6 separate regions of the Mus musculus genome follow, and all the other regions are linked to region 1. A link is a contact called in public Hi-C and HiChIP or PLAC-seq data. All regions are on one chromosome and are shown on one strand. Each heading gives the region's core, a stretch centred on a gene start, on an enhancer-like site or on the middle of the called end of the contact. The rest is flanking DNA. Distances are from core to core; before and after follow the strand shown.

The links. Hi-C and Micro-C count contacts between places; a contact is called where the count stands out from the background. HiChIP or PLAC-seq counts read pairs in DNA pulled down with a chosen protein or histone mark.
Region 2: a contact with region 1 is called in an H3K27ac HiChIP or PLAC-seq map of heart atrium, with 8 times the contacts expected there. The contact joins the enhancer-like site here to the promoter of Epha4 in region 1. A contact is called at or near these places in 1 of 39 promoter capture datasets (hippocampal neurons), 8 of 484 Hi-C or Micro-C datasets (cerebellar granule neurons, cortical glia, embryonic fibroblasts and 3 more), 19 of 115 datasets of contacts at active chromatin or transcription factors (craniofacial prominence, differentiating embryonic stem cells, embryonic basal ganglia and 11 more) and 3 of 9 other capture datasets (embryonic stem cells, embryonic trunk and liver).
Region 3: an H3K4me3 HiChIP or PLAC-seq map of embryonic limb bud shows a contact between it and region 1, with 4 times the contacts expected there. The contact joins the enhancer-like site here to the promoter of Epha4 in region 1. A contact is called at or near these places in 7 of 39 promoter capture datasets (the 3T3-L1 cell line, embryonic stem cells, hematopoietic stem and progenitor cells and 3 more), 3 of 484 Hi-C or Micro-C datasets (brain, embryonic stem cells and palatal mesenchyme), 17 of 115 datasets of contacts at active chromatin or transcription factors (astrocytes, bone marrow-derived macrophages, craniofacial prominence and 10 more) and 1 of 9 other capture datasets (embryonic stem cells).
Region 4: a contact with region 1 is called in a Hi-C map of cerebral cortex, with 2.0 times the contacts expected there. The contact joins the enhancer-like site here to the promoter of Epha4 in region 1. A contact is called at or near these places in 1 of 39 promoter capture datasets (hippocampal neurons), 1 of 484 Hi-C or Micro-C datasets (cerebral cortex) and 1 of 115 datasets of contacts at active chromatin or transcription factors (embryonic basal ganglia).
Region 5: an H3K4me3 HiChIP or PLAC-seq map of craniofacial prominence shows a contact between it and region 1, with 5 times the contacts expected there. The contact joins the enhancer-like site here to the promoter of Epha4 in region 1. A contact is called at or near these places in 4 of 39 promoter capture datasets (cancer-associated fibroblasts, cranial neural crest, hippocampal neurons and 1 more), 9 of 484 Hi-C or Micro-C datasets (cranial neural crest, embryonic stem cells, forebrain and 4 more), 15 of 115 datasets of contacts at active chromatin or transcription factors (astrocytes, craniofacial prominence, embryonic forebrain and 9 more) and 3 of 9 other capture datasets (adipose tissue, embryonic stem cells and pancreatic islet).
Region 6: an H3K27ac HiChIP or PLAC-seq map of heart atrium shows a contact between it and region 1, with 4 times the contacts expected there. The contact joins the enhancer-like site here to the promoter of Epha4 in region 1. A contact is called at or near these places in 4 of 39 promoter capture datasets (embryonic stem cells, stem cell-derived epiblast-like cells and trophoblast stem cells), 1 of 15 datasets of contacts at CTCF or cohesin (embryonic stem cells), 8 of 484 Hi-C or Micro-C datasets (embryonic fibroblasts, embryonic stem cells, epidermal suprabasal cells and 4 more), 24 of 115 datasets of contacts at active chromatin or transcription factors (astrocytes, craniofacial prominence, differentiating embryonic stem cells and 12 more) and 2 of 9 other capture datasets (embryonic stem cells and pancreatic islet).

What each region holds. Positions count from the first base shown.
Region 1 is chr1:77,513,665-77,516,736 of GRCm38.p6, reverse strand. It overlaps Epha4 (Eph receptor A4), which reads left to right and starts at 1,649. Exons shown (of 18, transcript NM_007936.3): 1 at 1,649-1,796. The coding sequence starts at 1,706.
Region 2 is chr1:77,059,798-77,062,869 of GRCm38.p6, reverse strand. No RefSeq gene overlaps it. Among named protein-coding and RNA genes, the nearest start is that of Mir6352, 440 kb to the left of the region's middle. Within about 2 kb of position 1,534, at least 4 of the 459 cell types and tissues checked have an H3K27ac peak or open chromatin away from gene starts, as enhancers often do. A contact at or near this core is called in heart atrium, where this site is marked.
Region 3 is chr1:77,139,678-77,142,749 of GRCm38.p6, reverse strand. No RefSeq gene overlaps it. Among named protein-coding and RNA genes, the nearest start is that of Mir6352, 360 kb to the left of the region's middle. Within about 2 kb of position 1,624, at least 16 of the 459 cell types and tissues checked have an H3K27ac peak or open chromatin away from gene starts, as enhancers often do. A contact at or near this core is called in craniofacial prominence, embryonic limb bud and fibro-adipogenic progenitors, where this site is marked.
Region 4 is chr1:77,823,338-77,826,409 of GRCm38.p6, reverse strand. All of the region lies in intron 2 of Gm33083 (a long non-coding RNA gene), which reads left to right. The region is part of intron 1 of Gm33030 (a long non-coding RNA gene); the gene reads right to left. Among named protein-coding and RNA genes, the nearest start is that of Gm33030, 11 kb to the right of the region's middle. Within about 2 kb of position 1,504, at least 31 of the 459 cell types and tissues checked have an H3K27ac peak or open chromatin away from gene starts, as enhancers often do. A contact at or near this core is called in cerebral cortex, embryonic basal ganglia and hippocampal neurons, where this site is marked.
Region 5 is chr1:77,225,812-77,228,883 of GRCm38.p6, reverse strand. No RefSeq gene overlaps it. Among named protein-coding and RNA genes, the nearest start is that of Mir6352, 270 kb to the left of the region's middle. Within about 2 kb of position 1,598, at least 28 of the 459 cell types and tissues checked have an H3K27ac peak or open chromatin away from gene starts, as enhancers often do. A contact at or near this core is called in craniofacial prominence and embryonic limb bud, where this site is marked.
Region 6 is chr1:77,243,410-77,246,481 of GRCm38.p6, reverse strand. No RefSeq gene overlaps it. Among named protein-coding and RNA genes, the nearest start is that of Mir6352, 250 kb to the left of the region's middle. Within about 2 kb of position 1,636, at least 8 of the 459 cell types and tissues checked have an H3K27ac peak or open chromatin away from gene starts, as enhancers often do. A contact at or near this core is called in heart atrium, where this site is marked.

The sequences.
Region 1 (3,072 bases), core at 400-2,899:
TGCGGTGATGCTTGGATTTTTTTAACTCCATATTCCCATTTTAGGGGACAAGCTACTCATGAAATCCTTTGCATGTGAAGTTCCTCCATGAAACGTTTTCCGAGTTCTTCTTTCGTAGTCTAGGTGGAGGAAGCTGAGACAGGACTTTACGTACCGTAGTATGGGAGGACCTGACCAAATCTGTAAATAAATTACTAGCCGGGCTTGGACAACCTGCCTGGCTGGCTGAGGTCTTTGTCCGTTCTGCTTTGCTCCGGGTCCGCGCGCTCCCGCATCTGGCCGGCAGGTGGCGCGGTTGGTTCACGTAGATACTCTGCCCCTGCTGTTTGCAAAGTGCCTCCACTCAAACTCCACTCAGGCTGAGACCCAGACTTGGAGGAGGAAAATCTGGCCCGGGAGGGAGCCAAAGGAGGGGCAGCTTGAGGCGAGCACGGAAGGTGGATCTTTTGGAATCCCACCCCTTCAAACGCCTGGGGACCAGCCACCCAGTTTCAACTGGGGCGGGTCCCTTGGTAGCTAGCTGAGCTGCGGTTGGCGCTCAAATTGGCTTCCCCGGTGGCCTGAGCATCGGAGGACCGGATGGTGTCTGCGTCCCTGGGAAGTCGATGGTTGGCACCCAGAACAACGCGGGGTTGTGGGACAAGTTTCTGCGGGTAGAGCCTCTCATTTTGGTCCCCTGGGAGACTGTCCCCATCAGTACCGGGGAGACTTCGGAGTTCAGAGCCACAGTAGCTGCTCCAGGCAGCTTGCGACCCTCTGTCTGTCCCTTCTGTGCAGCAGGTGCTCGCATTCTTACAACCTTCCCCTTCTACACCTAAGTGTCCAGGAATGGCTAGAAGTGGTTCCAGGGACACTCCCTGGAAAGCACAGTGAGTTCCCGGTAGCTAGGGCTGTCGCGAGGTGATTTCTCCCTTCATAGTCCCGTAGTGGGCTCGGTCGATGTGAACACCCGGACCTGGCCAGGGATCACTTCCAAACGTTAGGAAGATTGGGGACAAGTGACCGCGCTCTGCTGCTGGGGAGATGACTGGGTCCCCCTGGCTAGGTAACTAAGAAGGAAAGGAATTATCAAGCTACGAAAGTCCCCCAGCCCAAAGCATTTCCCACGGAGGAACGCCATAAAGACACAAAACCTGGCAGTGAGGGTGGCTGCGTGCAGCAGAGAGCGCCCGACCTTAGCTGGGGTGGACAGTACAGAGACCCGACGACCTCGGCAAGGGGCAAGAGCCAAGGTGCAGGTCAACTTCAGACTTATTTCATCTCAACAGGAGTCTTTTCTCCCTCGCACACCTCCGGACTTGGGGCCGGGCGGGGAATGCCAACGTTTTCTGGCCTTCCCCACCGTCCTTTCGGAGTCTCTCGAAGTTCCCTCTGCCGTCCAAGGGATCGATCCCCAAGGATCGAGACAAGGTCTGGGGCCTCTCGTGGGGGCACAGACCCATCACTGCTGGGAAGCCAGCCTCGGGAGACCTTGAGCCCTGCGGAGGCTGGAGGGGGCGGGACCTCGGGGGTGGGCTCTGCACCGTGGGGGTGGGGACGTGGCGCTGGTTCTGCACTGCTATTGGTCACGAGCTCTGGACTGGCGGGTGTACGTCACGGGCCGGTCCCACCCTCTTGGCAATGTCTTCAGACTGCTGCACTCCTAACTTAAGCATTTATTCCACTGGGATAGAAGCGGCAGGAGCAGCGTTGGCACCGGCGAACCATGGCTGGGATTTTCTATTTCATCCTCTTTTCGTTTCTCTTTGGAATTTGCGACGCTGTCACCGGTTCTAGGGTATACCCCGCGAATGAAGGTAAGAGCCCGGCAGCCCTTATGCGGTCCGGGACCCGGAGGGGGTGATTCACTGATGAATGGTCTTCTGGAGCTCAGAACCAGTTAGGGTGGGGGGCGGGGGGTGGAGAGCGCGGCATGAGCCTCGCGTTCCCACTCCGGAGAAGAGTGCCGAACAGAGGGGATCCTCTTAAGTGGGGACTGAGGAGGATCAGGCTGTCTGAACTGAGAAGGGTGACCGATGCAAGCTGCCACTCTGCCCAAGTTTGTAGCGAAAGGCCAAAGTTTATCAGCATCCGCCTGCAGGGCCGGCTCAAGGCGCCCCGAGGGGATACACCGGGATTTGAAAACAAAACAAAAAAACGTGTGAGCAAAGTCCTCTACATCAGCAGCACAGGCGAGAAGGGAAACCCAAACGTAGAGCGCAGAGCGCCCGGCCTCTTGTCCAAGCCTTGCGAGCCCGGGTTTTTGCAAAGTTTTCCCAGCGCAGCGCTTCCCGGGACCCGGCTGCTTGGTCTCCGGAGCGCGCAGCGGTGGTGGCGCCGCTTGTCGGGCGCCGGTGACCTGATTTCTAGCACCGGGCCTCAGACACCTTTTTCTCCATCGGGCCGCGCACCCTGGAGGTTGCAATCTCAGGCCTACCTCTCCCCTACCCCAGATCCTTAGCTCATCCAGCAAAACTAGGGGACCAGTCAGCGAATTAAACATACCCCACTGTAAGCTTCTCTCTCCAGTATGGGGTACTGGACTAGTCTAGAAGGACAGGCATGACCGACGGGACCCATTCGTGTGCCGTTTTCTGTTTGTCTATTGCGACGTTCTGGAAGGATTGTTTGTCTGTTTTTCTGTCCGAGGTGAGGGGAGAGGTGGTGACCATTTAGTTTGTGATGGGCCTAGGGGGAAAGGAACACTCTCTGTGTCTATTTCTGTCCTTATGTGTCCCTGTCTCTCTATCTCTGTCTGTCTCTCTCCCCCTCCTCTCGTGTGTGTGTGTGTGTGTGTGTGTGTGTGTGTGTGTGTGTGTGTGTGTGTGTGTTTGAGGGCAAATGTGTGCCTGGCGCGGGTGTCTGCAGGAACCTGGACGTTTTGTGCCGGGTAAGCGAGTGCGCACAGTGTGTGAACGTGGGCTCCGGCCTGTGTTCGTGTTCCAACCTGCGCGCATTAGCTGTGCATCTGTCTCATCGATTCTTCCCACTCCGTACATCCATCTATCTATCCATCCAGCCAGCCAGCCTCCGTCTCCCCAGGCATCAGTCCATCTAGCTATTCCTGTGCAATCCACTATCATTTTTTCTGTT
Region 2 (3,072 bases), core at 285-2,784, 450 kb after region 1:
TACTACCTTGCCTGGGCCTAAGTTTTTCATGGCCACTACCTCTCAAGATCTCCCTGCCAAGATCCAGGTCAGAAACTTGTATCTTTGGGCTTCGCCTCTTGATTTCTCCTAATCTACTGTTGCTCTGTCACTTGATCAGGATGCCAACACCTTCAGGGAATGACGAGGACAGACAAAAAGGGCATCCTCTGCCTAGGAAGCTGGAGGCTGGCCTGGAACTCTGGTTCAGACACTTTCCCAGCTGCCAAGATACTTAGCATGGAATGCAAAGCCTGTGTCAGATGCTTCACTTCTGTTGGCAGTTCACACCTCTTCCATTTTCTACACAAAACACCGCTGTTCAGTCTTAGCTAATTAACTTTCTCTAGCATATATTGTTTGTTTGTGTCTCCCTCTTTGTCCAAAATGCCTTTTGTCAGTGATAGGTTTTAATCAGGCTCTCAAAGAAACAACCATGCTCAGAGAAGCTAGGTCCACAGGTTGGGGCTAGCTTTTCCATGTTCCTCAAGACCTGAGTTAAGCTCCTGCCACGGGATTTATTGCATCCTTTAAATACATCTCATTTCTCTTCTAGTATCCCTTACCATAGGGTGGATCCTTTGAAGACAAGAACTAAATCTTCTTCACCCAGGTCCCACAATGCATTGCAACATCTGGCACACAATGTGCCCAATATTTGAGAAATGAATGACTATCTACAGAAGAGACCCAAGGAAAATAAACAAAATCAAACAAAAAGGGGAAAATCTACAAGAGATCTTTCATACATCTATTTTTCCTACAAATGATCCCAGAATCTAATAATCAGTGAACCAGAATGCACTGGCATGAGGGAATAAATTGTGCACATTATAGAAGACATATTAATTCTGTGAGGCTATTAAAAGCCATTTAGATTTTGGCTACACAATTCCAAAATTGCCTGATAACATTGTGAGCAAATCAGTTAAAGCCGGTAAAGTAAACCCTACCTTTGGAGAGAAGCCAGGTCTAAATTACTGATGTGTTAGGCTTTTTTTTTTTTCATTGCAGGTTTATAATTTTAAGATCAGTGAAATGCCAGGTCTGCCTTAATGAATAACTAACATTCAATATTTGTAATTATCCAAGTACATTTTTGATGTTTAAATGGTTACCCCAGGACTGCACTGAAGTCAGAAAGAAAGAAAAAAAGCAGCTTCTCTTTAAAAAGCAGAAGCATAGCAATCTTGTCTATAAAAGAGTCTCTCCATTCGACACTTCCCTTAAACAATTTTGCAACAATTCAAAGGTAAACTTTAGTTCAACCTGGGTTGAAACACCAATTTTCTTCATAGCAAGGGGTATGTTAATGAGGTCATATTTTACATGGTGGAACTCAGCTTTTTGTTTGTGTGCGTGTGTGTGTGTTCCTTTGCTTTGGACATGTTCTCGTCATACGAATCCTGCTGTAAACATTTCCTGATCCACATCCAGATCTTCAGTCGTGTACCCAAAGAGCAATTCTGACGTGTAGCGCATCTTCTCTAAATAGTTCAGCACCTCTCCATGGCTGTAAAAGAATCAAGCTTTGCAACTTGTTTCTGGCTTCAGCTTCTCTTCCAGTGCTGTCCCTTCCTATCTCTTCCCTGAATTCCTGGCAACCTCTGTCATTTCTCTCTTGGAACTCAGCAGCCACTTGCCTGTCTGGGTACCTGGCTGTTGACTATCACAGAGTCGATCCAAAGGCTATCATCGCCCAGTTCTTTGGCCTGGTGGTCTGCTTTTTCCTTTGCTTTCAGGGCTGAATGTGGTGACCAACATGTCCCCTCACAGAACTGCATCAAAAACAAGTTGCTCTTTTCACTGCAGCCTCTTCCACCAGGGTTTGCCATATTTGATGACAGAACTTTTATAGTGCTAACCTTTCTATTCCCAAGGTCCCCTTACTGTGACCAAATATAATAGGAAGCAAACACTCACTACGTGACCCCATAAATGGACTTTTGGGGATTTAAAAAGGACAATGTTGTCGACAAGTTGCTTTCTAGCTTTGGTGAAATCAGATCCTCTTTTGGTTAACATTTAAAGATTTTTTTAAAATTGAAAATAATATAAAATCATTACTGGTACTTTTTCTAGTGAGTACCAGTAGAAACTCACCAGGAGTGTGTTTCTAATGTTCTACTTTTTTTTCCATAAATTACAGGGGGGGGGGTTGAAGATTTGGATGACCTTTTTCCATTCTCCCCCAAAGGAAGAAGAAGTTTGAGTTCTTGCATGATAGTGATGCTGTTCAGATTGGATCTGAATCTTTCCAGTTACATGATCCATGCTCCATCTAAGAAGAATGAGGCCCACCATTAGTGTGCACTCGCTGATCCATCTTGGAGGGGGAAGACTGAGCTATGACTAAAGGATAGGGATGCCGTTCTGCCTGTCATGACTGGCTGGTTTACCTGGGCTAAGCCCTGCTCTGCTATGCTCTGAGCTTTACCATCAACACCTGTAGAGCAGGCATACCACATACCACATAGGAGATGAGCAATTAATAATGCCTGGCCACTCCCTGCTCATTCTCTGGCACCTCGATTCCCTCCTCAGAGAAGCTATCTCCATGCTTTGGTAACTCAGTAGCGATCCGAACTGAAGTGTATATTTTATTAGCACATAAAAATATTTTGTGAGCTCTTTCTCCCTGTCCTCTCTCCATCCTCTCTCCATCCTCTCTCTCTCTCTCTCTCTCTCTCTCTCTCTCTCTCTCTCTCTCTCTCTCTCTCTCTCTCTCTGTGTGTGTGTGTGTGTGTTCCCAGCCTCTTCTTTCTCTATCCCCTCGCTTTCTGTTCTTCTCTGTCCCCTTTCTTTCTTTGCCTCTAATCCCTTCCTATCTCCCAAATAAACATTTTATACTAATTTTTCTTTCTTTTCTTTCTTTCTTTCTTTCTTTCTTTCTTTTTTTTTTTTTTTGAAACTTGCTATTGTGGCACATGTCTATGTAGAAGGATGGTTGCTGAGTTTAAGGCAAAGGGGACTACAAGTCAGTGGGTGTTACACAAGAAGATCCTACCTCAAACCAAACTATCCGACTAAATGGCCAGTATTTCCTCACTCCTG
Region 3 (3,072 bases), core at 375-2,874, 370 kb after region 1:
TTTACAGTATCATACATGGATTCCCTCCTTGTTTTCACACCTTAAGTCGAATTACACTACTGGAGACAACTGGTTACCCCCAAGAGGAAAATGCTACAATTGCTGTTGGGGGATATTTTCCTATGCTGGTTACTGTTATAGCTCAGTGAAAAACGAGGCTCTATTTTTTTTTTTTTTTACTAAAGCATTCTTAATAGTTCTAGCCTTCTCCCATTTTTCCCCAACTTCCCCTCTCTCCAAAGAGCAAGTAGTACACAGTAGTGTGTGTGTGTGCATGTGTGTGAGTGTTTGGGGGTCAAGTGCTGCAGAGTCATATGGACAGATAGATGATCAATGTCTTTTCTTTACATTGTTTTTGTCATAGAAGTTTAAGGACAAATGATTCTCACAGGTGCTACTTCAGTAGAAATTTAGAATTCACCGACTTCTTTCCAACACCACATGCATTCACATCCATAACACCAGTAAATCTGAGATGCTACGAGGTAAGACTGGCCAGGCTTGTTTGAGAGAGTATAGCATCCAGATGATACCAAAGGGCACCCGGTATTTATTCACATGGCCAGGAGTATAAGTACGGCTTGGTAATGCAATCTGTTATGGTGTCGAAAACCAGGAGCTAATACTGGTATTTTCAAGGCAAAATTTGTATTTTTATTGCCAGGTCAAATTTACCGTCCCTCTTAGTAGAAGGATGAAGTGGCATCCGAGCTGAAGTGGAGGATTTCTTAAATAGTTCCTTTATAACTTTTGCAAGCAGGCAGAACTAAACAAAAGTAGAACTTTTTCGATTAGCATTTAGCATAAACACATTGTTACAAGCTTTTAATGTCATTGGGGTTGGCCAGTGTGAGAAAGCCTCATTTTTGTGGATGTTGAACAATAGGGAGAATGTTATTATTTATCCCATATTAAAATCAACAGTGGAGGCAGAAATGGGGATGTAAGCTTCTAACACAGTCTAGAATTTACTCCTTGCATTGACTGTATAACTATAAACTTGTTTAGTTGTCTGCTTTGGTAGCAACGGGATGGCCGGTACTATTGAGGAAGGTTAGAGGAAGGGAGAAACCGTCTGGCTGAATCCACCATCCACTGCTCTCTGAAATAGGGTGCCGATTGCTTTTGAGCTGAAACTGCTTTTGAACCAAGTACTAGTGAGCTCTGAGCGGTGTGGGAAACTTAGAGTGGGCTCCCAATTAGGCCAGTGAAAAACGAGGCTCAATTTTTTTATTGAAAGCATAGAGATCATCTTCAATTTGAGTTTCAATATTGTAATACTGACATATAACTTACACCCATATGATTCCTGTTGGGGTGAAAGGTTAGCCAACTAACCCATTGCATCACCCATTTACCTATATGTGCCAGCTGTTTGGGAGAACTTGAAAAGAGGATGGAAAATTCTTAATATTCTTTGACAGTCCAATATTTGTACTTCGATTCTGGCTATTCCAGAATGACGCTTCCTGGTTAGAATGGCCAGTCAATCTCACTCCATGATGGAAAACAGATGGAAGATTAGGATGGAAAGTAGTTTTCCAGATCCTTGGTCCCAGCATGCTGCAGAGCAGAGCCCTAGAGTTAACCAGCCAAGTGCTGACACATGTCTTACAGCAAAATATCCCTCACAGCCACAGTTCAAAGGCCTCGCTACCCTCCAGGGCAATTAATACAGCATCGCGTTCAACAGTGCTTGAACCGAATCCACTGAATCCCCAGGAGAGAAATAATGAAGCAATCGCAGGACTCCGACCAGAGCAGTGTACAGGAGTGGCTAAAGTTTCAGTCCCCTAAAACCTAACTCTTTCTGAAAGCTTGGATAGGGTTGCAGGCTTCCTGGAAGGGAACTGGACTAATGGTATCCTCCTTCTTGGTCGTGTTTGCAAGGCAAGAGAGAAACAGAAGCTAAACAGTTTCTATATGCCCACATTGCCCTCCTGGAGACTCTCCTGTTTGCCCACTGGAGACAGAAACAAAAAAGCTACTTACCATGGCTTTGAGTTGTAAGGCAGTGCCAGCCTGTTCTCCCAGCAGACATGAGAAGAGTCCCTTTCAGAGACCTGAAGCGACTGGGGCTTTATTCCATCCCTGGCAGATGCTTTAAAGGGTAATGCTTTTTCAGGTGTCTCCAGCAGTCCTTTTGAAAGGCTCATTGGATGTAAATAGCACTGAGCAATCCACCTTGGTTAAACATGAAAGCAAAATAAAAGAGACAGGGTGGCAAGCACAGCTTTACAATGTCTTATGTATGTCAATTTTAAGCAATGAGATTTTACTTTCAATTAGAGTTGGAAACAAACTGTTAGGCTTGTAGCAGCCTAACAAGTAAACCCAAATCTGTTTATTCATAGACTAGATTCAGACTATTTATATCTCTATCTATCTATCTATCTATCTATCTATCTATCTATCTATCTATCTATCTATCTATATCTATCTATCTATCTTCTATAATATATTACATAGTATATATATGTAATATATTTATATAGCCTGTAAATATTACATATTATATATTTTTAATTAATCTTTTGAGAATCCCATAGAGGCATGGAATGTACTTTGATTGTATTTATTCCCCATCGCGTCCCTTCCTTCCTCCCATGTCTACCCACCCCTGCCCACTCTCAACTCATACCCTCTGTGTTTTTTTTTTTGTTTTGTTTTTATAAGCACCAAGTCCAATTTATGTTGCCTATATATTTATACTTGTGGAGCCATCCTCAGGAACCTGTTAGAGCTAACAGAAACCGATCCCTTATAGAAAACTACCGAGTCCCATACAGAATATATGTATGGGACATGTATTCGTTCAAACAGCTATGGGGACAAAAAAACCCACACAGCTGTGGTGGCACAATCCTCTAATTTCAGCATATGGGAGGCAGAGGCAGGTGGATCTCTGCGAGTTCAAGGCCAGCCTATTCTACAAAGGGAGTTCCAGGATGCTAGGACTATTGCACAGATAAACCCTGTTTGGAAAAAGGAGAGAGAGAGAGAGAGAGAAGGAGGAGGAGGAGGAGGAGGAGGAGGAGGAGAAGGAGAGTACACAAGCAGTAACCTATTGAC
Region 4 (3,072 bases), core at 255-2,754, 310 kb before region 1:
ATGCCCTTTCTCAAACAAGAACTCAAAGTCTGTGTATTGAAGATGCCTCCTCATTTCTCCTTCCCCTTCTAACAAGAGACTCCATATTTCTCAATCCCTGAACTTCTTCCTTTTCAGTTTGCTTAAGGGGAGATAGGGTAAGATCTGGTGTATTTCCAGTTCATCATGGAGCTGTGTATTCAACTAGACTCAAACCCAGACCATCCATCAGTCATTACAGACAAACTTCTTGCTTACCCAAAGCTAATACTAGCTTATCTGGAACAGCCACTTTCTCTTCAATCAGTAGCTAATGTCACGTGACAGCTAGCCTGAGAAGGATTTGGAAGGTGATAAATTAAATGGAAAAAAATCAATGATAGAGAATAAGGAATCTATATAATCTGTACAGTTATGTAGGAATGCTAATGGGTCTTGTCAGAAGCTTTTAGACATGTACAGTAGAGCTATGGGTAAAACCCTGAATCATTAACACGGTCCTCTTTGGAGAAGTAAGGGGGAAGGCAAGGGGTGGTGAGGGCAAACACACCTGGTGGGGGGGCTATATAGTGCCCCTCCTATAGAGAGAAATAATTTCTGACATGTTTTTAAATATTTATAATAGGCACTGGGTTTATATTTTCATGGGCTGTCTTATTTAACATAGCAGGCAGCCTAATAAGCTAGTTGCTATGACCATTGGTTCCAGTTAATAGAGAAGTAACTCACTAGTAAGGGAAGATTGCGAACCCTGCTTTGTCTAGTTGAGGGACACACAGCCACTTTTTTTGTAGTATGACCCCTTTGTCTGTTTTTGTCCTTTAGAGCTCCTACATTTAGCTATCATCTCCTTATATGGGTTAATGGATTTTTTTTTAAAGCTTTGTGACTTTCTCAGGATCTAGCCTGGTCATCTTGATTACTTTATTACCCAGTGTTATCACCATCTGGATGTCAGCGTTATCACCACCGGATTGGGTATAACTGGGGGAGCAGAGTATAGCCTAGTCTGGTCTCTGCAATACTGTACTGTTCCTTATATTTCCATAGCTTAAAGTCATATTTGTTTCTGGCTTCAGCTACCAACCAGTCTGGCATTCCTCCTGCATCCCCTACCAGGTCACGCACCTCATCAGGAGACCCTCAGTCAATCTGTTCCTAACATCAACTCTCTCTGCCCCTTATGACTTCTTCCCACACCCGGCCCTGGGAGGGGCATAGCAAAGCAACCCAACTGCCCTTCTGAAGGGCTCGGTGGGTGGCAGGGGTAGCAAGGGGTGACTGTGGTGAATGGGCTAACTGTCAATCTTCCATCCATTCCTCTGGTTCCCATTTCCACATCTTTGCTGAAATGGAATTTGAATTTCAAAAGGTTTAAAGGACATTTCTCAAGCCCACAATTTCCCAGCAGCTTGAAAACCCTCTTAAAACATTACCTTCAATCTGCTGCTAGTGATGAGTGGATGCCGAGTACTTATGTGAATGGTGTCATGCTGGTGAGTTGGAGCTACCTCCCCCATGTCCCTGGCTCACCCACAAGGGAACATTCAAACCAATGAGGCTTCTGAGGCTTCCACTGCCTTCTGGGAAGAACAATCCTACCCTCAGAGAGCCGACACCTACTGTGTCTCTCCACTGAGGGGTAATTCTCTCAGTGTGTAAGTGAGGTTCACCTAAAGGAGAAAGAGGAGAGCTGGATAGCCCCAGGCTGGGATGAGGAGTGGATTTCTTCCTGAAACTGGGGGAGGGATCCTGGCTCACTGCTTCCAGCCCTGGGGTAGCTGCTGAGGCTCATATCTCAGCTGTGACCTATCTCTGGCAGCACCATCATTTTTATTTAGGGCGAGAGTGAGGCTGCGGAGAGGGCTTCAGTGGGGGTTCCATTGTCAGTTTCGAATTACAGGACCATTAAAATGGAGTGTTACTGTAAGAAGGCTGCCTGCTAGACAATTCTCAGAAGAGCCCTGTGCCTTTTCTGTGAGCCACTTGCTTTCCCTCTCCATATTCAATTCAGGAGTGGGGGTGGGGGGTGGGGAAGGGCCCCTAACGAACTGAGCCTTTTTAATTGATTATAAAAACAGAAGAGAACTCAGCAGTGGGAATTGTTGGCAAGGCTTTATAGCAAGTGGCGAATCACTGCATATTCAATGGTCTCTCATTGGCCAAGATGAATCCTCTTTTGGTATTAAAGCAAATGTGCTGCGAAGTTACAGTGGACAGGGCTTTAACAACTTTTCTTGGCTGACAGCCTGGTTCTTTTCTTCTTCTTTTAAAAATTGTTTTGAAAAATTAATGTGTGTGTGTGTGTGTGTGTGTGTGTGTGTGTGTGTGTGTGTGTGTGTGCTTAATGGCAGGCAGCAGGATCTGTGAAATCAGGAAGTGATGGAGGGGGTAGAGAGCTGAGTAGAGGGCAGCGACATGGAATTGTGTGCAGGCAGAAGCTGTGTGGTGCTGATGCAGGCACTGATGTAGCTGAAAGAATGGCGCTGTCAGTGTGGGTGGCAGATTGGAGAGTGGCAGTGCAATTGGGAAGCTACAGGAATCGCTTCTCTGCAGAGAGGCTCTGCCTCGGCATCTGTGGGGGATTGGCTCCACAATGCCCATGGATGCCCAGATCCACAGAGGCTCACATACAGAATAGCACTGTATTTGCTAATAACCTACACATATCATCTCCTCCTGCATATCTTGAACTATTGCTAGATCACTTGTAATCCCCAACACAATGTGTTTCTGCTGAGTTGCTTTTCATGGGATTTTGTTGTTGTTGCTGTTCTTTGGTTTGAGAGTTTTTGAAAATGATTTTTAATCCAGGCATGAGAATCTTGCATGTTCAGGGGTTAGCTGTGGCACTATAATTTTAGTAGTTCAGAAAATAGATTGAATAGAGTCCACTCATTTATAGAAAGTTAGTTCATCAGCCTTGGCTTCTCTTTGCTATTTTATTGTACCTGGAGGAGCTGATCACATCTTCTCTAAACCAAAGACAGCTGTTCCTGGTATTTTCACCCCCCCCCCACTGTTTCTTGCAGCAGTTTCTAAGAAGGCTCTTTCTTTTCAATCTTCCAGTCTTTGTCTTTCCAATATAATAAT
Region 5 (3,072 bases), core at 349-2,848, 290 kb after region 1:
TAGCTCACTGACTCGGAGAGGGTGGCTGTCCAGCAAGCCCTATGTATGGATCTTCCTGTGTCTCCATCTCCCTCATTCTCTGCTCTGGTCCTCACTGCTGGGATCACCAGTACTTTCCGTACTTGGATTCTTTTTCTTAATGGGGTTTCTAGAAATTAAACTCAGGTCTCAAGTCTCATTTTCCTCAGCTCTCAAAACTGACATTTTTGGAAGAAATTGCTTGTTTATCCATTGGACCTTAGAATTCTGGTCTCTCTAGTACTGCAGCTAGAGAGGTCATGTAAGCTCAAGCATTTAGAGGTGTAGTGATAAGGACAGACAATCTTTAGATCACTGGTTCTCAACCTGTGGGTCATGACCACTTTAAAAGTCGAAAACCTTTTCACAGAGGCTACTTGAGACCATCTACATATCAGATATAGACATTAAGATTCATACCAGTAGCCAAATTACAGATGTGAAGTAGCAGGGAGAATAATTTTATGGTTGGGGTCACCACAACAGGAGGAACTGTGTTAAAGGGTTGCAGCATTACGAAGGGTGGGAACCGCTGCTTTAGAGAGAGAAGCTTCTGCCCTGGGACAGCTCAGTTCTAATAAGGGGAGACTGAGGAACATTCCCAAAGGAGGGCTTCATTTACGTGGCTGCTCCATCCCTGGCTTACATCCTTTCCACAAAACACTCAAAAGAGACACTGGCTACAGTCACTCGGACATTTGACACCTGTCTAGGCCAAAGGGATCCAATGTACACTAATTAGAGGAAAACAACTTCCTACAGGGTTCTGGTACCCACAGCATCTCTTTAACCCTTTCTCTCAGCACAGAAGGGGTATATAACAATCTCATAATCGCTTCACTTCCTCTTTCAGCCGACTGTTTTTGTTCAAAGCTGTTTTCACTTTCTGCCTAAGTCTTCTTGCAGAGAGCCATGGCCGAATCTCCACACATCACAGGCGATGTGTTCTGACAGACATGAAGAATTAAAGTGAAATGCATGCACTGTTTAAAATAAAATCATCTATGTCATGAATAAGAAAAACAAAACAGATGGAATTACGTCTTTGGTCATGCCCCAGAACAGTTTCAAGCCCTTCTAAAAGACTTAATTTAATAAAGAAAGAAAAAAAAATCATCTGAAATTCTAAATGCAATAAAGCAAAAAGCCTAATTCTCAATCACATAGGAATTTGGTATCAATGGTTTCGGTGTAAGGAATTCACCGGCGAGAAGTATTGGGTTTATGGGTCATAGGTTGAGGGTAAATCACTGAAGCAGAATAACTATTGATTATAAAGTCAGGGACAAAGTAGCTTTGTCCCTTTTCCATGATAAAGAAGAATCTGTTGTGTAGAGCTGTGGTCAGAAAGGGGAAACCTCCTATCAAATGGGGCGCCGTGTGCCTGCAATCTCTTCAACACAACGCTAACTTCCTCCAGAGGCATTCAGAGCAAAAGGATCCTTCACAGACCATTTCTCTTTCCCAGCTTCAAAGGCAGGAGGCTGCGGTGTAATCCTTTGGTTAGTTCCAGAGTCACCGGGAAAGCCCACACTCCTCAGGCTGCCTGGCTGCTTTGTGGGTGGAATGCTTCAACTTGACGTGAACAGGAAGGTGCAATCAGTCTCAGACGGGGAATGTTGGAAATCTCTTTCTCAACTGCTCGGTGGGGAAAGACAGGAGAGAAGGGAAGGGTTTACTCAATACCAGAGTGCTTCGTAAACAAGTGCCCATGGTCGTTTCCTGCAGGGAAGTGGAAAGATTAGCCTGGTTTATATGGAGCTGAGGAGAGGGCTTAGCACACGTTGTGGCTGATTAAACAAGAGGGAGTCATTGCTCGGGCCCCATCTAGATAATCTCCAGCCATTATCTTTTATAATAACAGGGACTCTTGAGGGATCCATTTTTCTCTGACTGATGTCTGTGAAGGGGTAGAGGGCACTCTTCCCGTGCATGCCATATGTGGCCATTCGATTGCCACTTTCCCGCCAAAGTCACTTGACTTGTTCTTTACTTTTTAAGATCATACACAAGATACTATTACAGAGCCTAATTGTAAGCTTTTAAAACCGTGTGTTAGGAAGCTCAGGATCACTTTCAGGTTCTTAGAAGCAAAGTCTCTCTTGCCAAGTGTCCCTAGGGTTCTTTGTTACTAGCAGTGGGCACTTGGCCAGATGCTGCAGTGAAGCTTTATAAAAACAGACAAGATAAATGGACTTTTAGTGTAGTATTGTGCCAGACTTTTAATTTTCAGGAAATTATTTTTTTAACCTATCAGAGAGTCAAATCAATTTGTGACTCAGTTGAGAGGCTGGGGGTAGGGATGGGGTGGTGGCATGTGACATTTTAAAGTCAGAAAAGCCTGCCACACAGAACAGATTTCTCTTGGCCATCAAGATAACTTAAGAACCACAAACACATTGTCGGAGGGAAAAAAATTACATTTTGCTGCAACACAGATCTTGTACAGATGACTTATGCCTCTTTCAAGTTCAAGCACAAGAAGGCTGTTTTATATATATATATATATATATATATATATATATATATATATATCCACTTCTGACCCAGGCGAGCAGAACAACCACAGAGGCCTGAAGAGATGGTAAAGAGCTTGCAGCTATTCCTTTGATAAAGAAATGGCGTGACCGCATCTACAGCCCAAGCTGCTGAGAATCAGAACGAAGTCACTGCCATAGGTAACCAGTTGTGTTTGTTTGTGTCTTCTATACCCCTCACACAAAACCCAACATCATTACTGCCATTCTGTATATTTAATTTATTTTAGAAAGATTTTATTTATTTTTATTTTATGCATATGAGTGTTTTCCATACGTGTATGTATGTGTGTATGTATGTGTACCACATGGGTGTCTGGTGCCTCAGCGGCTGCAAGTAGGCCTGGGGTCCCCTGGAACTGGGATTACAGATGGCCGTGAGCCATTCTGTGGGTGCTGAGGAAAGAACCCAGGCCTCTGAAGAGCGACAAGTGCTGTTTACCACTGAGCTATCCCACCAGCCTCAGCAGTTAAAAAAATAAAAATCACTTTGCTTGGTTTCTTTGGAGTACGGCAA
Region 6 (3,072 bases), core at 387-2,886, 270 kb after region 1:
TGCCTTTGAAATAGGCAGTTCATCGGGTAGAATATGGGGTGGTTAAGGTTTGCTTTCAAAATCCATTGCTACTTCCCAGTTTATTCCAAGTATTTATTCAAGAGTGGCTTTTGATGGAAAATATTTTAAACTGAATGAACTCTTGAGCAATTAATGATTATAATTCTAGTAGGAGTGACATGATATGAAACCACAGATGGACCACAGGAGACATTCTAGTGACTGGTTAGTATTTGTGGTGGTAAAGGAATGAGAGTGCGCTTGTCTGTCATCCCCGTAACAGCAATTACAGTGGTCAGTCACGCTCAGCTCCCCACAGGATAGCACTGGTTTTGAGAATAAAGGCAGACACATTCTTTCTTTCCCTTTGCAATATTTTTTTATTTTAGTTTGGCTTTGAACATGTTTAAACTAATTATTTAGGTACTTAACACAATTTAAACAAAATAAACGAAGCAGAAGAAATGCAATTTGCCTCTATTCGTCACACGTTACCCTCCCTGGCACCAGTCACTGTCTGAGTGGCCTGGGGCATGGGCCGATGTAAAATCTGATTTGCAAAGATTCCAAACTAGATGATTGTATATTTAAGCATATAGAAGGTTGATTATTGTATATCTTGGGCGAAACTAAAGATGTCTACCAGCCAGCATGGGCATATATTACTGGTTTCTATCTCTCGTGCCCTTGGACTCTGAGCTCTGTTGCTTGTTATGACATTTGCTTAACTCCATTTAGCAATCCTTTTACATCTTATTTGGCAATTAGAAAGAGAGAGACAGAGAGACAGAGAGACAGAGAAGGAGGAAAGGAAGGAGAAAGGGAGAGAAGAAGGGAGGGAGGGACAGACAGACAGAGACAGAGAGACAGAGATGCAGAGAGAGAATGAGAAAGCCATATGACCCAGTAAAATATGTGATTTGCTTTATTGAACAAAGTGGAGGGCTACAGTAATCTAAAGCAACATTTTTTTCAAAAGATGTAAAGTCACCATGCACATCAAAAATCCTCGTGTTCATCAGTCCAGAAGTTTTCCTAGCTTGATATATCTACCTCTCCTCTGGAAAGTAGTTACTATTCTGACTTTTATGGCCATCAGTTAATTTCAAGCTTAAAGTTCACTTTAACTGAAACCCATACATACTCTCACATATGTTCATCTAGACTCATACATGCAATTGTTAATATTTTAACCTCAGTCTAATTCTCATGAAGGAGAGGGGCAGGTGGGATATTTTCCTATGCTCAGTTGTTCAGAAATTCTAAACAAACCAAAGCAAGACTAGGAGAGGAAGACAGATGTTCTAAAAGCTCAAAAACGGGCGGCTTCTCCTGCTGACTTAAAGTCAAATTTGCCTAAAGTCAGACTAAGAGATAAGAAGGCTGCTAGGAACTGCGGCTCGTGAGCGGTTCAGTAGCTTTTACAGGAAAGATCCTGAGTACCGCAGATACAGCTGTGAAGGAGCAGGATCTGACTTGCCTAATTAAAATGGGAAAATTGGTGTTTGCTCTTAAGAAATGGTGTCTCCAGGAAGCCTTATCAGGAACTAGAGTGTTAGTTTTAGGTCTGTCAGCAGCCAAGGCTTGAATGACAAGTGACTTCTCTGGATCTCTCCTTTCTTATCTGTAAGATAAATCCCTGTGGGGCCAAGCAGGTGACCCTCACGTGTGACATGGTCTCTAAGTGACAGGGTAGAGGCAGTTACCACTGAACTGCAGCTGATCTCAGGTCTACAGAAGGAGAGTGTGCTCAAATGGCCAAATGCTGTTCAAATCCCCATTTCCCAAGGATCAAAAAATCTGAGATTTTTCCAAGTGAAATCTTCCATCTTAGTATTTTTTCCCTCCATAAAATGAATAAAAGCCAACTCAAGCAAAGATATACTTTCTACAGCTAATAAACCAAAAAGCAAAAATCTCAGATTAGTTACCTGAAGTTAATATTGTAGCCATTATCCACCTGTGGCCCTTGGCACGTGACTAATCCAAATTAAAATATGCTGTCAATGTAAACTAGTTATTGACTTTCAAACCTCAGCACAATAAGGAACTGATTTCCTGTTGATAATGATCATGTGTTTAAATAGTATTTTTGCTATATTGACTTTAACTATTTAGTATAATTATTTATTATTTAATATAATTCATCAACTTGAATATCATAATTAATAAAATCAATATTAATTATTTAATAAAATTGTTATTTTTATGTATGTTTTGTTACTTGAAAAATATACTTAATAATGATGCAACACAAGGTAAATTATCTTTCTGGGACACAGTTATGGCTGGATTTGTGTGCTTGTGTGTAAAGAATTATTATTTCCTTTTTAAATTAAAATAAAATTATAACAAACAACTAAAGGCTCCTTAAACTGGAGTTACAAGTAGTTGTGAGCGGCCAAGTGGGTACCAGGAACTGAACCCATGTCCTTTGGAAGTGCAGGAAGGATTTTTAACTCTTGAGCTATCTCTTCAGCCCCTGCTCTTATATTTCTAACAAGTATGACCCTCACTGTTTTCGAAGCACCTGCCCTTGTCATGAGCACATAAAGTGCTAACTTCATCCATAGTCCCCTGACTATAAAATACTATAATTGTCTCTCCTTTTCTCCTCTTCTGTAGGAAAATCAGAGCGAGTGGAAGAAAGGTGAAAGGTACTTTGATGAGCGATCTTTGAATACACTAAGCTAGACAAAAACAAGCCAGGTTTCATAAGCCAGTGCCCACAGAGGCTTTCCACCTTAAAGGACCTCAAACACTGTCTCTTCTAGACATTCTTCTTCCAGCGCTGTCTGCTTGCTCTGGGGAGATGATCACAGAATTATATTCTAAGGAAGCTCTAAATGGGTATCTTCAAACCTTATGATTCCATCAAATTATTTAACTAATCCATCACATGGATCATAACTACATAAAACCCAGGGCATTACTCCTTCATCATTCTTATTATCAAAATGTTCTCAAAAATAAAAGGTACAGGCCTAAAATAAAATACTCAAAGTGAAGAAAACAGAAATAAAAGTTAGACTATGCATTTACAGGCTCTAAACCTCAGACAAAGATAATTAC